2 separate regions of the Gossypium hirsutum genome follow, and region 1 is linked to region 2. A link is a contact called in public Hi-C data. All regions are on one chromosome and are shown on one strand. The core of a region is the stretch at or near the end of the contact, and the rest is flanking DNA. Distances in the headings are between cores, read along the strand shown.

Region 1 (4,487 bases), core at 1,715-4,214, 210 kb after region 2:
CTTGAATTGATTTGCTTAATTTTGATTCTTTAGACTACAAACTATTTAGATCACCTACTAATATAAGTTGCATTCTTGCATTATGATCTGACCACGTAATGTAACTTAATATTAGTTAAACTTTAGGTCAGTGAGTCAATATTTGTTTATACATTTTGCTTTGCGTAAAAAAACCATTGAAGACAACTACAAACGATATTACCTTAACAGTTAAATTATGAGCATTGGTTATGTCTCCTAGTATGCTTGGGTGTAGTTCTCTTTCACGATTTTATTTTATGTGTTGAATGCTTTAATGAATTGATATTGACTATTTCTAGTTAGCATCTAGCAACCTACCTTTAACACTATTAACAAATTGAATGAAAATTATAATTAGGGTGTTTCCCCTTTTTCTTTCCTTTTTTGGTTGTTATTGTTGTTGTTTTATTCTAATTCTCATCAGCTTTTTGTAATTTATTTGTAGATAAAGAAATTTTCGAACTAGTTATAAAGTGTCATGTGTCAAGGTAAAATCGTCATGGATCAAGCTAAAATAATTATTTTCAGAGTCGGACAACCAGTCAAACTGGTTGGGTTAAGAATCGGTCGAGGTATTGATCCAGAATAAGGGGTTGGACCGATTGAACTATAAACTAAGAACTAATTAGTTGGATAAGTTATTTTCTATTTTTCTTATTTTTAATAATTTATTCAATTAAACCGGGTGAATCGATGGTCTGATTGGTTCAACTATCATATCTATTTTTGAAAACCTTGACCGAAATTACCATTGGTGAAAATGATGATATCATAATTATTTTCTCTAATTAATTTAAATTATTAAGAAAAAATTAAAAAAATAAATGATCACTAATTAAATTAAAATAATTAAGTTATTATTTTAAATGATTATTTTATTTCTAATTAATTAAATTAATAAGAGATAACTATAAATAAAAGAGTTTAGTCTTTATGGATAACTCATATAAAGAATTTATATCCTACATGAAATCTTTTTTTTTATTGGCTTTACTATAAAAGAGGGTCACCACCAAACAATTCTACATAGTTTCACAAGTTCACAAGTCTTTGAGTTTAGATATCAAAGTTTGAAAAGAATATGTTGATAACTAGAAGTTTTCTCCAAAATCCCAAGAAATCTCTAAAGAATTTGAAGAACAACATAGCCATTCTAGAGAAAGTTGTTTTTTTATCTTGTTTGATCGATTTTTTTCTTCGAGATCAAGCCTAGAAGTGAAGTCATTCTTCCATCAAAGATCAAGACTAGAATGCTTTTGGATCAAAGCTCTCGTTAGCCTCTTTGCATCAACATAAAGGAGATAACAACTTGTTTTTAAAATAAAGTCTCGATGACCCTTGAAGCAAACTAAACCATCCAATATCAAGTTTCAAAAACTCTTCAATCCAAATTCTCTCTATAACTGTTTTCAAGATCAAGTCTCAACAAACTTTGAAGTGAACATAATTGATTCAACATCAAGTCTCAAAAGCCCTTGAATTCAATGAAGTCTAATTTTCAACCAAGTATCTCGCCAGACCTAGTTTACGGGTCAAGTCTTGATGACCCTTAAAGCAACCGTATTAATCTTAGATCAAAGTCTAGACAATTCTTGAATCAAAGCAGAGAATAATAAAAGGAGTTTTTCTTTGTAATAAATTTGTTTTTAGATATTATAACTTCTCTTCAATGTTTATAAATAAATTTGACTCCAAATTTTCCTAATCAATGTTTAACTAGAAATTTGTGTATATATTATTTTCTATTAATGAAGCTTGGTGAACTAATAAAAAATATGAGTTTATTTAATTAAAAAAAAAGTAGATTGACTTGTTTTAAACAAAAGATAATAATTTAAGATTTTTTAATATATTAATAAACCTTAAAAAAGAGGTTGAATGGAAGCTTAAATAAATTTGGAAAGAAAATAAAACTTGAATGAATAGAAAGTAAAGTAGAAAAGGCAAATCGTGAGAAGAAAAAATGGCGAGAAAAAGGAAAGGCGGGGTAAGAGTTAAGGATCGGATCGGATCCGATGATTGTTGATTTCAAGGCAAGGTTAAGGCGATCTCCAAGATTTGATATGCAGTTTTCAAAACATAAAAGAAAAGTCCGAAAGATTAGAAAAAGCTTTGTTGGTCCCCCCCACCCCCCAGATTTGTTTTCGACTCCCCCAAATCTCTCCCTTCTCTCTCTCTCTCTTGTCGTTTTGGCTACCTTTTCAACTCCATTTCTGCGTTTTTAATATTCCCTAAATCCCTTTGATCACCTCTATTTCATGTCCTTATCCTCTCATTCTTCTTTTCAATTTCTAATTTCTATTCCCTAACTAATTCCCTCTTTTCATTCTTACTTATTTACACATTCTCGTTACTCATTTTTGGTATATTCACCCATCTCACTCCATTTTTCTTCAATTATCTTTTTAGAGAAGTTAATATATACCAGCTTTATAGCATGTTGTGGGTAATTTTTTTTTTAGGTAAATCATATATTTATACAAGGTATACAGGCATTAAATAAACTATTTAAAATACCCTTAAATTATTATTTATTATTTTATAAAAATAAAAATATTTTAATAATTTTTTACTTATGTAGATTAATGACACTAACTCAATAAGTATATATAAAGAGATAAACTTTAAAATTATATATAAACTTTAATTCAAAGTACAATTTGATTCATGAACTTAAATTTGATACAATTATACATATAAAATTTTAATTTTGATTCAATCATACATATTTAAAAAAATAAATATATTAAATTATTTTTATATGTAATTTATTTAAAAATGATATAAAATCAGTATAATTTTCATGAAGACATAAAGGTTGAATGGTAGAAGAAGAGGTGATTAAAAAGAAACCAAAGTTGATTAATGGTGTATTAAGAGAATCAAAGTCATTATTGGTTTGAGAGGGTTAAAACCCAGCACGTGTAATTAAATAAATACAGAAGAATTAATAGACCAAAAAAGGGAGTGTAAAGGACAGAACACTAGGTGGGGTGGTACCTGCGAAAAACAAGCAACGAGGAAGATAAAATTTTTAATTTAAAATATTATACTTAGGGTAATTATTAATTTTGAAAAAATTGGATGTTTTTGTTATTGTTAATAAAAATCTGTGTGCACCCTTCCTAGAAATAGTAAAGATGCTGTTTGTCCAATTCCATCCGTCTTTTCAAAGCCGGTTGAAGAGGGAGAAAAGAAACGTATTTTTAAGCTGTTGTTATTTATGCCGCCGGTTCGGGAGATGTGTCGGATTTGACGGCGCCTTCCTCCATTGACCTCCGGTCAGTTTCCCTGCTCGATTCCGACCATTCACTGGCACGTCCCTCAATAATATTTCTTTTATTTTGACCAATTTATCTTATCTGTCACCACGATATTTAAACGAAATAATGGAAAGAGGCAAGTGAAAAGGGACAGGGGGCAGGGCACCGAAGTGGATTTTCGAATCCCAGCGACTATTAACCCTCTCTCCTTTTGCATTAAAATATTAGATTGCGGGGATTTCTTAGTGTGAGAAAGATTTGATTTGCGAGAGAAATTTTATATTTTAATATCCATTTTTCTTTTAAAAAACATTACACCGTATAAAATGCCAGACCATTGAACCAGGGGTGGAAGCCTTGTTTATTAAAGCCCTTCTCTTTTTTCTCTCCCTTTTTCCTTTTTTTGCATTACAGAAATCTCCCTCTTTGATTTTGTTGTCTCTGAGATGGCCAGGAACGGTGGCGTTGCTTGGATGAGGACGACGGAGAAGATAGACGGCTACGATCTTTCTACGTCTGATACCGAAGAAGTTCATGTTCTTGCCGTTGATGATAGCCTCGTTGATCGGAAAGTCATTGAACGCTTGCTCAGAATTTCCTCTTGTAAAGGTTTGTTCATCCAGATTCCCTTCTTTTTCTTCGACTTTTTTTTTTAAATTAATTAGTTTGGATTTGAATCGAATGGGGGTTTGGATTTGGATTTGTGCAGTGACGGCAGTGGATAGCGGGAGGAGAGCTTTGCAATACCTGGGATTAGATGAGGAGATTCAAAAGAAAGAAACGAATGGTTTTGATGTGAGTACTAATAATAATTGCAATTTCATCACAAAATTTCCCAGATATTGATTTTTCTGACCTCATTTGTTAGCTTTTTTTTGTGATTTTCAGGGTCTGAAGGTTGATCTGATTATTACCGATTATTGTATGCCTGGAATGACCGGCTACGAATTGCTCAAAAAGGTGAAGGAATCTTCAGCTTTTAGAGAAATCCCAGTTGTTATCATGTCATCTGAGAACGTTATAGCTCGAATCGACAGGTATTGTTTTTTTAAGTAACTTTTATGGCCTTAAATCATTGAAAAAAATTGGGTTAAAAAAAATAATGGATCTTGAAATTGTTGATAAACAGATGCTTAGAGGAAGGAGCAGAGGATTTTATAGTGAAACCAGTGAAATTATCAGATGTAAAACGCATAATAGATT
Region 2 (4,460 bases), core at 598-3,097:
AATATCACAAATCGGGTCGATTTTTAAAATTTTAATTTTTCGCTGTGCAAGAAAATCGTTTTTAAATCAAGATTTCTCCAGCATATTCTTCGTAAAGGCTGAAAACTGTTCAGATGTGCCTTCCTTAATGAAAACTTCTTCGAGCCCTGATTGCATTGCTCACTTCAATAATAGTGGATTCTTCTTATTGAGCTAGGCTCCGTAAATATAAGGAAATTGAACTGCGTAAAAAAACTTTACTTTTCCCTTTGTCCATTGTGCTTATCATAGTTTTTTACTCATGCTTTGTTACTTGGTCTTTTGCACTTTGTAGGTTTAGCAACCGGTTCAGGTTAACAAACGTACCTATGATTTTAGTATATATACTAAGAATATAAAATAAAAAATACGCAGAAAAATAGAATAGGTAAAATAGTAATTTTAAAAGTTGAAATGTGACAAAGCGAAGCAAGCATTTATGTCCAGCTTAACCGTGTGGATCCAATTTTCTTTCTCTTTAAATCTCCTTTAGAATGGATTAGTGTTAGTGAGGTGACTTGGATTTTGTCATTTCTACTTATAACTAGCCCCCAAAATCATGTATCTAGATCAAAACGTTGCTAATATAGATTTACATATTAATAAAAGTATGAAATATAAATTAATTTTTTTTATAAATTGTAACAACTTAATAATCTAGGTTATATGAACTTTGATACATATACATACATATATAATTTTTTATATTATATTTTAAGTATAATGATAAATTTAATTCTTAATATTTATATTTTTTTATTGATGTAGCTCTTATATTTGATTAAGCTAAATTTGACCATCAACTTTTCATAAATATTAAAATTTAAGCATAAATATTAACTAAAACATCAAATTTTTAAACATGACAACTCGTATAATAATCCACGTGTTTTTATTTTTTATAATTTTGAATTTTTTATTCTTTAAATATTTTATAATTTTTAAATTATTTGTTGATGTGACATATAAGACAAATAGTGTTATGTAGCATGAAAGTATACGTAGATTGTCACGAAGGTTGTCACACCAATATCATTAAAAATTAATATTTTAATTAGTATTTCTATTGAAAACGCGATTTCACTCTTTTTAAAAAGTTAATGGTCAAATTTAGTTTTTAAAAAAAAAGAATAATGACCAAATTGACTTAAGATGTAAAAATTGAGGTTTAAAATTGTTCTTATACCTATATTTAAGCTATTCTTTCAAAATCATCTCTATATTTTGACAGTTAATAATAAGAGAAGATAACCACCTCTTGCCGACCAACACTTTTCCGAAATGGTGGTGCTGCTCCTTGGTCTCCACTAAGGGTGAGAAAAACTCGAGTCAATTAAAAATCGAAAAAAATTGAATTTTGAGTTAATCGAATTGAGTTATTCTTATTATTTTGTTTTGAATTTTTTTTCAAATACATATAGTTTTAAATTTATATGCTCTAACATGGAATTATTATATTGTAATAATATTTTAATTTGACATGTTTAATTTTTAAATTTAACTCGAAAAATTTCATTTGATTCAACTCAACTCGAATTTCATTTCACTCGACTCGATTCAAAGAAATTTCAAATCAAGATAAGATGATAAAATAGGTCTCGTCAACTCAATTAACTCAAAATTTTTTCACTCGATTTGATTGAATCGCTCACCCCTAATTCCCACCCCCACCCACCCTCCCACCCTTTCTTTCCTTTCCCTTAAGCCCTCCTGTTTTTTTCTCCACCTCGTCTTCCACCACCATTTTTTTGTCCTCCTTTGCTGGCCACTCATTTTCCAGCATAAGAGGACTATGTTTTCTTGGCAAAATAATGGTGTCCAAGGTTTTTCTTTGGACCCTCCCTTGAGGAGGTTTTCTCGAGTCATAGACGCTTGTGTTTATCAAATCTTTTGCGTTTTGTTTTTTCAAGTCCTTTGCAACTCGTTTTTGGTTGATATGTTCTTAGCACATCTGTTGTTACATGGCAGTAATGTTGTTTCTATGCCATCGGAGCAATGACCTAAAAAGAGGCTGAACGATTCAAGGTGGCTTGTTCACTTTGTTTGCTGTCTGCCTATTTCCTGACAAGTTAGGTTTGTCCGTGGTATGGCTTGAGTCCTGTTTTGATCTCCTTTAGGTTGTGGCTGGAAGCCTGATGCAAGTATAGTTTGCTCTTTTATGGTATAACTTGACAATTTGTCAAACATTCATAGTGTTTCTTAATTGTATTTTCTAATGGGCTTTCCATTGTAACTAGTATCTTTCCATTTTTTCTTTGTAATAATTTTACAATCAATAAAGAAAAATAAATAGGAGAGGAGGGAAAGGGAATTTAACAGACTTTGTGGAAATAGAAAACGTGGAGAATATGAAATTTATTAGATTAGATAGTGACGCAAGGCCCGACCAACTCTGAATGAGTGTCCTTCCAAGAAACTGTAAATGGGTGGTATTTGCCCATTGCATTAAAAGGTTAAAATAAAGGAAACTATGCAGCGCCTACAAAAGATAAAATCTACAATAAATTTACTGTAAATACGTCAAAGAGTAAATCTATAAAAAATATCAAATGAATTCCCACTATTCTTAACCACCCACCCCGTTTTATATATCACTATCTCGCTCGTATACAGCCTAATTTAGCCTCGGCCATGGCCACGAAGACCCTGCAGCACATTCCTCAACACATCTTCTTAATCTGCGTAACCCTATCTCCCCTCTGCTTCTCTTGCAATGAAGATTGTTTCACTTCTTTCACCCCAACAACAGCAACAGCTAGTCCAAACGTTTCCATCAAAGACCAGATACTTAGCCTGGCTAATGATCTAGAAACTGTGGATTGGATGAAACGAATACGGAGGAAGATACACCAGTACCCTGAACTAGCTTATGAAGAAGTTGATACCAGCCAGCTCATTAGGCATGAACTTGATCTGCTTGGTGTTCCTTATCGTTGGCCTGTGGCTACCACAGGTGTTGTCGCTAAAATTGGCTCTGGTTCTCCTCCCTTTGCTGCTCTCAGAGCTGATATGGATGCTTTACCTATTCAGGTCTGATTTTTTTTCTTTTCTTGTTTATTATTATTATTCTTCAACTTTCTTCACTTTTTGCCTTTCCTTTAAGAAAATCTAACACAAGGGTTTCCTGGAAAAAAAATGTTACTGTTCACTCATGAAGTATGGACTCATTGGGGTTTGAAATTCGATTCTTGAGTGGTATTCCCTTGGTGTAATACCATGATCAACAGTGTTTTAAAAGAATTTTAGTTGTTAAACAACCAATAATCATTAGCCCTTTGAAAGAAACCAGTGTTTTATGGTATTATATGATATATAGTAAATAGTCACAGGTTTTCGCTGTTTTGCTAAATACTGCTGGGCTATATTATACTAGAAGATCAGGAAAGCAAAATCGTACTTTTCTATACAGTGAAAAAAAGAAGAAGAAAAAGGTTTAAAAACAAATTTGTGGCTTGAGATTGACATGTTTTCAGCTTTACTAGAAAGGAATTAATTGGAGTGCCTTCGAATCGGACTATCAAAGCCCTGCCCTTTGTATTTTATTTTTATGTCATGCAGGAATTGGTGGAATGGGAGCATAAAAGCAACGTAGACGGTAAAATGCATGCTTGTGCCCACGATGCCCATGTTGCCATGTTGCTAGGAGCAGCAAAGATACTGCAAAAGCTGCGATGCGCTTTACAGGTCAAGCATAATTATGACAAAACTCCATTCCAATTTTTAAGAATATTATTAAGGTCAAATTTTGCTAGTGCTCTCTTCACTATATTTACTTTACGACTTAGTAACTTTTAATTTTAATATTCAAGTCGTAAGTACTAACAAAACTGTGATTAAATTTTTTTTATTTCTAAAATTTTATTTGGTAAATATACTAATATATAATATTTCATTAGCTTACAAAAGTCGCTATTTTAATTATTAAATTTAACGACTATCATTTCGGTTAAAATTAAGTAAATTAGAGAAAACGATTAAACTTTTGTTTACCATTGAGGTTAAAAAGCACTCTTCAAGCCAAACCTTGATTTCAAACAAAAAGAAATATAAACAAGTAACTTTTCAAACTAAATTTTGATTTTAAACTAAGATTTAATCAAACTAAAAATTCAAAATTTTTAAGTTTTGGCTTTTGAAGAAGTGCTTTTTAATGAAAATATCTTTTCTTCATTCATTCAATTAAATCTTTTATTTTACAATATAATGTTTAGAATTGATATTTTATCTTTTTAAAATTATTTTTTAATAGTAATGATAAACACACAGTAAAGTAAAGTAAACTAACCTTAAATCTGTAACACAGTATTTGACCTAAAAATGAAATTTCAAAATTAAGAAAGGAAAGGAATTACAATCTATAAATTACAGGGAACTGTAATTCTAATATTTCAACCAGCTGAGGAACGCGGTGAAGGAGCCAAACAAATGATCGAAGAGTCAGT

Evidence for each region. A called contact is a pair of places that touch in the nucleus more often than the background predicts.
Region 1: a contact with region 2 is called in a Hi-C map of leaf, with 2.6 times the contacts expected there. The contact joins the promoter of LOC107899007 here to the promoter of LOC107948976 in region 2. A contact is called at or near these places in 14 of 34 Hi-C or Micro-C datasets (anther, callus, fibers and 3 more).

What each region holds. Positions count from the first base shown.
Region 1 is chrA04:80,400,925-80,405,411 of Gossypium_hirsutum_v2.1, forward strand. It overlaps LOC107899007 (two-component response regulator ARR5), which reads left to right and starts at 2,965. Exons shown (of 4, transcript XM_016824595.2): 1 at 2,965-3,893; 2 at 3,994-4,079; 3 at 4,173-4,321; 4 at 4,414-4,487. The coding sequence starts at 3,731.
Region 2 is chrA04:80,192,169-80,196,628 of Gossypium_hirsutum_v2.1, forward strand. LOC107948976 (IAA-amino acid hydrolase ILR1-like 1) reads left to right here and starts at 1,848. Exons shown (of 5, transcript XM_016883660.1): 1 at 1,848-3,048; 2 at 3,577-3,702; 3 at 4,387-4,460. The coding sequence starts at 2,650.